2 separate regions of the Sus scrofa genome follow, and region 2 is linked to region 1. A link is a contact called in public HiChIP or PLAC-seq data. All regions are on one chromosome and are shown on one strand. The core of a region is the stretch at or near the end of the contact, and the rest is flanking DNA. Distances in the headings are between cores, read along the strand shown. Region 1 overlaps UGP2 (UDP-glucose pyrophosphorylase 2). Region 2 has its middle 110 kb from the start of UGP2.

The links. HiChIP or PLAC-seq counts read pairs in DNA pulled down with a chosen protein or histone mark.
Region 2: a contact with region 1 is called in an H3K27ac HiChIP or PLAC-seq map of skeletal muscle. The contact joins two enhancer-like sites. A contact is called at or near these places in 1 of 47 Hi-C or Micro-C datasets (fibroblasts) and 1 of 2 datasets of contacts at active chromatin or transcription factors (skeletal muscle).

The regions. Positions count from the first base shown.
Region 1 is chr3:78,017,416-78,021,917 of Sscrofa11.1, forward strand. The region is part of intron 1 of UGP2 (UDP-glucose pyrophosphorylase 2); the gene reads right to left. Among named protein-coding and RNA genes, the nearest start is that of UGP2, 11 kb to the right of the region's middle. Within about 2 kb of position 2,731, at least 12 of the 83 cell types and tissues checked have an H3K27ac peak or open chromatin away from gene starts, as enhancers often do. A contact at or near this core is called in skeletal muscle, where this site is marked.
Region 2 is chr3:78,134,099-78,138,522 of Sscrofa11.1, forward strand. It overlaps the pseudogene LOC110260124. Among named protein-coding and RNA genes, the nearest start is that of UGP2, 110 kb to the left of the region's middle. Within about 2 kb of position 2,948, at least 7 of the 83 cell types and tissues checked have an H3K27ac peak or open chromatin away from gene starts, as enhancers often do. A contact at or near this core is called in skeletal muscle, where this site is marked.

The sequences.
Region 1 (4,502 bases), core at 1,481-3,980:
TACAGGAGTTCCCATTGTGGCACAGCAGAAACAAATCCAACTAGTATCTATGAGGTTGTGGGTTCGATCCCTAACCTGGCTCAGTGGGTCAGGGATCCTGTGGTGTAGGTAGCAGAAGTGGCTTGGATCCCGAGTTGTTCTGGATGTAGTGTAGGCCGGCAGCTGCAGCTCTGATTTGACCCTTAGCTTGGGAACTTCCATATGCTGCAGGTGCAGCACTGAAAAACAAACAAACAAACAAAAAACAACCCAAAAACCCAAAACAACAAAACAAAACCCCTTAAATGTTAACTACAAAGTTTAAAAATAACCATAGTAGGAATTATTTTGTGGTGCAGCAGGTTAAGGATCCAACTTTGTCATTGCAGCAGCCCAGGCTGCTTCTGTGGCATGGGTTCAATCCCTGGCCTGGGAACTTCTACGTTGCCACAGGCATGGCCAAAAAAAAAAAAAAAAAGCCAAACAAAAAAACTATAGTGGCTGTTTAAGACATTCAAACAGTTCAAAAAAAACCTTACCAAACTTTATAGATTGCAGAAGAACAGCCTATTAATGTACACGGTTTAAGGTCAAAAAGCAAAGAACCCATGTTACTAACCTCCCTTTCTTTTCTTTCATTCCAAGCAAAGAAAAGATGACTAAAAGACTCACAATTAATACTACAAGTGCTCTTTGTCAGCTACAGCAAGTCCAATCTTCAGACACAGATTCAAACTTAAGTTGGGACAAATATCCCCAATCTTTATTCCTCCCTTTCTTTGACACAGCCCAGAATGCAAATGAAGAACAATTTGTATTCCTTCTACCCCTGTACAAATTTGAACAACTTTCCAACAAAATAAAGTTAAAACAAGTCTATTTATTATCTCTTCCACCCCATTCCACTATTGTTTCCTTCCCCCACTCCTGGGCAAAAAATGGTACTATGAAGCTGTGATTTAATGTGATTAATGAATAAGAAATAAAGACTTTTCAAGAATAAGGAAGTGTGATTAATCAAGAAGAGTGTCTATCTTAAGCACCTGGAACAAACTAGGAAGCACAGAGCTAGAAACCATTTCCCTTTGCAGTGACCTCCTTTACCCATTCAGAATTTTGAAGGAAAGGCCTGGAGTTTTTGGTAGGAAAAGAAATACAGAACTTAGAAGCCTTCTTGGACTTAGTATTCTCAGGTTACACTTCTGCACTGGAAGCTGTGTGAAGTGGAAGGTCAATTAAAGAATCCACTGAATAATATAAGATTTCTAACCTCCTAAGATGTTTCGTCCCCTTTATTTCCTAGCAATAGAGAATTGAACCCCTCCACTTTAGACAGAGGCTGTTTTAGGAAACAAACATTTCATCACCTCAGTCATAAATCGAATCATTTTTAGAGATGAGAGGGATAATTTAATCTACCCTCAACATTTTACAGATGAGGAAACTGAGGCTGAAAAGTTAAATGACTTACCCAAGGTCAAAGAACAGGCTAATGCTGGAAGCTACATCAGTTTATTTTGAGCCTGATTCCACCACAGTGAGGGAGAAGTATGTTGCTCATTTTTCCCCCCTAGTCTGGCTCTCTTTAATCTTTGACACAAAATCCCTAAAAAAAAAACTGTCCTCCAAAATCATTTCTATCAGAATGCTTTCTTATGTCCAAAGGAACAGAAAGGAAATTCCCTACCACATAAAATTGGACTTACAAAACTGTCTTGGTTGAGTTAATTAGAATGCAGTCAACTGGGGATTGAACAGGCCGTAACTTTTTAGAAGCTTTTCCCACCTCAATTTCCTAATTCTTTCCTGTTGACAAGAACTAAAATGTCAACACTATAGACTTTCCCCTATCCACTGGAGCCAAAAAAAGGAGGGGGGTAAGGAAGGGAGGAAGAAAGCAATAGAATTAAGAAGCAGAAGACATTCAACTAACAAGTGATTGTTTTCAATTCTCAATTTAGGTATTTCATTTTATCCATTTCAGCTACTACACATAATACGTTTCCCTGACATCCTGATACTGGCACTAAAAAAAAACCAACTTCACATTTCAAAGTCAAAATCTAGCTTCACAGTAAGCAAACCAGAGAGAACACCAAGAACAACAAAGAAGGTGAAGAGCCCTCCCCTCCAGGCCACCTCCCACCACACATTAGACCTGATTAGTCCCAATCTTCCTGGGAAACCCAAATTGAGCAGTATCAAAAAGTCATAGAATTATGACTTTAAATCATTTATTCTCAAATCAGGAAACGACTTGAGATCCAAATAAGTTCAGCACTCTAAGAACATGGGAGCATCTGAAATAACCATGTAAAGCTGAGGTCATATGCTAACTAGATTTATGACCAATTAAAGCTAACCAACCTCTCCTGGGTTCTCACTGAAGTCTTTAAACTCAGTTTAAAGTGAATAACGCTCCTAGAAAAGTTCTTCTTTAGATTCAGATATCCAATATTATCCTACCTCTTCTACCTCTCCAATCATGCCTCAGTTTCCATAACTGGCTCTTCCTTTATTCTCCTACTCCTTGGGTTTCCTAAAATTCTGTCCCCAGACCATTTTCCTCCTCAATTATTCTCCTTACTGATAACTCACAAATATGTGCCTCTCATCCGGACCTTTTTTTCCCCTGAGCTCCAGGCTCACATTCCCTACAGCCTCCTAGACTTTTGCACCTAGATACCCAGCTGGGTACCTCAAACTCAGCATGTCCAAAACAAAACTCTTCCTCTAAACTAAATATATCTCCCTGCCCCACCCTGCTCCCCATGTCATTAACATTCTAGTCACTCCTAGGTGACCTAGAAATCTCAGTCACAGTTGGCTCTTCCCTCTTTTCCCCTCACATTACATCCAATCCACTACTAAACTTCTGAATTGAATCGCCACAATTCCACTCACTGCTTTCAGTTCCCATTGCTGCTACCTTAATTTCTCTCTCATTTTCACTCTCCTGGTCATCATGACAGCTTTCTAACTAGACTGCCCATCTGTCACTCTTATCTGGTGGTACCAAGCAAAGAGATTCATTCCCCTAAGCTATAACTGTATAACCACAGCACTTCTCTTCCATCATTTGATGGGACTCTCACTTGATGGAGAATAAATACAAATTCCTTAGGCAGGCAAATCTTAAAAGCCAAGGTGAAGTACTTTTTTGAGTCACCAAAACTAACGAAAGTGATAAAGCAGAATGCCTAAAGGCTGCAAGTTCCTACTTCATTTGTGACATCTTCACAGTACTACTAAAACTTTAATATGCACACAAATCACCTAGAGTGCTTGTTAAAATACAAATTTCTGGGAGTTCCTGTCGTGGCGCAGTGGTTAACGAATCCTACTAGGAATCACGAGGTCGAGGGTTCGGTCCCTGCGCTTGCTCAGAGGGTTAACGATCCGGCGTTGCCATGAGCTGTGGTGTAGGTTGCAGACGCGGCTCGGATCCCGTGTTGCTGTAGCTCTGGCGTAGGCCGGCAGCTACAGCTCCGATTTGACCCCTAGCCTGGGAACCTCCATATGCCGTGGGAGCGGCCCAAGAAATAGCAAAAAGACAAAAAAAAAAAAAATACAAATTTCTGGGCAAGCTCCCAAAGATTCTGACTCAGTGGGCCTGGAGTGAGGAGAATATGCCATTTCTAATAAGTGAATGCTGCCAGTATTGCCTTGAGTAGCTCTGATATAGATTATTATACTCCATTTATCTGAGTATGTGCATCGATCTTCTTCCTACCCCAATGCTATTCTCTGCCCCAAGGCCATGTGCTTCAGAGATGGCGCCAGGCCCAGAATGGTCTAAAGCTTTCCCAGGGATTGGGAAACATAATATGATTCTGGCTAGTGAGCAACAGGGATATAGTCTGCCCTTTAAAAGACTTGGATAAAAGTATTCCTCACTGAAAAAGTAGACACCTAAGAAGAAATAGTACCTTTTCCACCCCTGCACATAATGCCTATGTGTCCACCCCTCACCTTCAGTTTCTTCTGCCATTTAGTGACCTTGAAGGAAGCGGACCCACGAATGAAGCAAACATGCTTAAGAAAGCAAAAGGAAGAAAAGACTGATGCAGCCTTTGTACTCAATTAACCAACCCTGGGGAACTTCCTCCTTCAAGATTTCATGTGATACAAGTCTTACATTTTTTAAGCCAATTGAGTTGGTATTTTTCTGTTCTATGAAATTAAAAGCACGATGACTATTATAAGATTGTTCCAAAACACATATAAAAGTGTCATCTGACATTTTTAGAGAAGGGTAGGCAGAAATGAGAAAATAGAAATTAAAGGCCCAGTTGTGAATTCCAAAATCATGAGAATCACTCCACACCAGGGAAACCTCCCCGATCCCTCAGTCCCCAAAAGCTCAAACTCTGTGACTTCAACAGCGGCTGCTACTGTGGGATGGCATTCCCAATGCTCTAGGTGGTAGCTCCTGAACATTCTAGGAAGCCTTCCTTTCTACCACAATTCCACTCTGTGGAGGTTTTAATCTGCACTATTTCAAACACATATCAAACACCCCG
Region 2 (4,424 bases), core at 1,698-4,197, 120 kb after region 1:
AAACCTAAACCCAACCAATGTGTAATATATGGAGGCACGCGTAAAGAGTAAATTATGAAGAAAAGTGAAGGAAAAGAAAATCACAGAAGATGAAAGAGTAGTTTACATAGGTTCTGGAAAAGAGTAGAGGACCCGCACAGAGCTCTAAAATATTAGTAATGTTCTATTTGATAACAAGAACTCACTTTATAATTACATGTACATACTTTTCTATATGCTATATATTTAACGCTGAAGTGAATATAATATTTAAAACAATTTAAGTTATGAAATATATAAAGAGCATTTCTATATTTTTGGTCAGCACCCCCACAGCCCTCCAGCCCAACCCTGTCTCCTTATGGTATAATGATTTGAGGTCGGATGAACCTAAATTCAAATCTCAATTCTGTCACTTCTTTGCTGTATGATCTTCATGCAGAGCTATAAGATCAATATCCAGACTCCAGACTTGCCATATGAAAGGGTTATAGTAAAACAGTAACTGAAAAATCATTACCTTGTTTAATGAAAAAATAAATATCAAATCAACAATTATGAGTTCTAGCTCTACACATATTTACTATGTATATGTTTTTTAATTAAGAAATATTAGCAATCAACTAACACTGTATATATAGATAGATACTCTGTACTCATATGTTGTTGCTGGCATTTCAAATCAATATACTCTTTCAGTGGAGTAGGTTTAACCATGTTGTATACGAAATGAAATATTAAAACATTGCCATTCTTAGGATTTCTACTTTGGGAAATTTAAGGTTACTTAGGAAAATAATCTCAAAAAGTCAGAATCAAACCAATGTGTACAATAATGTTTAAGGCAGAAATACTTGTGAAAACAAACTTGAAGCAATTCAAATTCCTTATTCATTGTAATTTCTCAAAGTAGAACACACTGACAATAAAAATAACATAATAAATATATGCCTTGTATTGGAATTTAGATATTTTAAACAATATCAAATGAATAACCAGAACTAAACATACATTCACATGCTGTCTGTATGATTAAAAAAATCGCAGAAGCATTAAAAATATCAGAGATAGTTAAAACAAGATAAATAGTTGTGTTCAGTTGATGGGAATGTTGAAGTGATTATAATTTTTAAAATAAGTGGGCACATATGTAATCTGAAGGATATATTTAATGATGGAATTTCAGGCAGTGTTATGGACAGATGGTGAAACTATTTGTGCAGGAGATAGGGGTAGTTAGGGGAAAGGGGGACCTAAAATTTCACCACATGGTAAGTTTCTATTACCAGAGGGTTTTCTCTGAGTTGTGCAGGCTGTGGAGCCAAAAGGAGAGAATTATATGGAAGATTTCTCAAAGGGAAAAAAACTGGAAGGACTGTGCTTAGAAAAATGTGATTGTAAGTTAATTTCTCTTTAGGATTTAAATTCTTCTTTTCCTTTGGTTCTTCTACCTATTTATTTCTAAAGCAATGCAACTTAATAATTTACTTCAGTATATGAGAGACAGCTTTCCAGGGTGAGTCTGAATCGTGTATGATTGGTCTGGCTAATTTGTTTAAATATTGAGAGATGTCTGAAAAACATAAGGGTGGAAGAATATAATCAATCATTCATGGAATGGTATTCACTTGCTTTGATGACAGTGATATAAAGGTGATTCTGTTGTGAGTCTTATCTCAATAAGTAATCTTAGTAAATTAAAGCCAAAACATGAATAAAGTGCCATTCCCAACCACAGGCTAGCATAGAAGAAGGTCAGGGAGCAAAAGAGGGCTGCATGGCTATTACAGCTTTCAAATTAGGGCAGATTAGAAATAAGGAAGAAGGCACCACCTCCTTAATCTGAATCAGTAAAGTACAGGTGTTCTGCAGAGAGAGAAAGTGAATTCATATAAAAGTGTTACACATCCAAGAGCACTATGACATTAGCAGGTCACTTCTCTCAGTTTCTCCAGTAATAAAATAAACTGAGAAATAACTCCCTCTCTCCCCCACCCTCTTTACCCCCACCATTCATACATCTGGAACATATTATGATTATAGATTAGAGAAGTCAATGATTTTTTTTTTTGTCTTTTTGCTATTTCTTGGGCCGCTCCCACGGCATATGGAGGTTCCCAGGCTAGGGGTCCAATTGGAGCAGTAGCCACCGGCCCACACCAGAGCCACAGCAACGCGGGATCCAAGCCGTGTCTGAAACCTACACCACAGCTCACGGCAACGCTGGATCGTTAACCCACTGAGCAAGGCCAGGGATGGAACCCGCAACCTCATGGTTCGTAGTCATATTCGTTAACCACTGAGCCATGACGGGAACTCCATCAATGATTTTTTTTTTTTTTCAGAACTTGATGTGCAGTTGTCCCTGCCATCGAGTGGCTTATCACACTCCAATCAAGGTTACCCTTATGAGTTACAGGATTTCTACCCAAACATTTTTCAGAGATTTTTAAATCACAAGTGATAAAACAGTGAGTGCATTTTTAAACTTAATTTTCCGTGGTATTAAAATTGTAAGACATGTAAATATATCACATAGACAATCGGTTTTTACCTTTAAGCAGCTCATGACTTTTTAAAAAATGCTTTTAATATCACAAGGTCTACGATGTAATCTTTCTAATAAGATCACTTGATATCAAGTTGCTCAAATGTGCACATGACCTTTCAAACAGAACTCCATCTCTTAATGCCATGAACTGTCATGCAAGCATTCGTAACTGGGGATTAAATTTCATATACATTATTTGATAAATCTACATATTACCAACAAAATAATCTTCAAAAAAAAACTATTCTCATTTCCAGATATATCTTGTTATATTTTTTCTTAAATCTACAAATCCCTTTAGGATCTAAAGTTTAGATAATATCACAAACTATTCAAAGGAATTAGTAAGTCTTTCCAGCAGCTGTTCTTCCAGTTCTCCAGGCAGCATCAAGTGGCAGGAACAGGCAGTAACCAAATCCATTTAATATTAGGTGTGACTCTGAGAGAACATTGACAACCTTACTGAAGCAGTGGGTCTGATGTTCTGAGGAATGGTCAAATAGGGGAGCCATATATAGCAGGCTGCACATACCATCCTTGGACCAAGCTTCATGTGGTGTATGGTTGACTTTTTGTTGGGATAACGACTTGCAGGAAGGGAAACAGCTCAGGAAAAAAAAAAAAGTCCTAATGTTGGACAGATCTAGATTCACATTCTTGCTCATCACATCAACCCCTCCAAGCCCTGTTTCCTCATCTGCAACCTGAAAATACAAACAATACCAATTCCACAAAGTTGTTTGAGGATGAAAAGGATGTAAACAACCTATTTATTATAAAAATGAAGCTCAAGAAAAGTTAGTTCCTTCTCTCCCATTTGGCTAGGTCATTGCTGGTCCTGATAAATTTTCAGTTTATTTTCAATTAAAGCCTTCTTAGATTCTCTAGTTAATGAGACACAGTTGATAACAATGTGATCTGTGTTGTTAATGCAAGGACTGAGTATAGAGTTTCCCTGGTGCTCCCTGGTACATTACTCAGACATTCTACAAGGTCATGGTTGTGTCATTGTGCAGAGCATACAATAAACAATACATCAACAGTTTTATGTCATCTTGTATGGGTCTTTTTTGTTCATTAACACTGCTCTGGGGTTTTGTGTTAATGATCTAAAGATAATCTCATTAGAATTTTATGGATAAAAAAGAAGGCTCATAGCAGTAACTGGCTGCATAAAACGAATTGAACAAGACTAGACTTTTAGCGCAACCTCCTTCCACAGCGAGAGGGTATGGATCAGGCAGGGTACCATAAACTCTGATGTGACCACATTGTAATGTCCTTTGGACCTATTCCATAATGAAATAGAAAGACCAGACCTATTTAACAAAAAGCTAGTTCTCCCTATAATGCTCAGCAAACATCATCTGTACGTTATATGGCACTTTAATTAAGAGGACCACTAAAATGGCAAACTGGAATATAGACATTGAAATAGGCATTTTCTTCCCTTTCTTCCTCCCTCCCTCTCTCCCTCCCTTCCCCCTTTTTTTCTTCCTTCCTTTCTTTGTTTTTATATATTTTATCCTTTTTACGGAAAGAATAACAGGCTACTAAGAAAAACACACAGCAAGATGAACTATTAGGGATTGAGGGGACTGATATCACTGGATATGCAATCATAAAATTCCTCTAGGTTTAGCCAAGAGTTAGAGATCAGGACTGAGACAAGACCAAGCACACATTATCACAATCTCTAAAACATGCCTGAAATGTGATAGAAAATTTATCTGAAGTTCAGCTATTTCATATCGCTCAGTTTGCTTTTCTTCTGTTATATTAAAATTAACTCCAGGAGTTCTGTCATGGCTGATAGGAAACGAATCTGACTAGCACCCGTGAGGACTTACATTCGATCCCTGGCCTTGTTCAGTAGGTTAAGGATCCGGTGCTG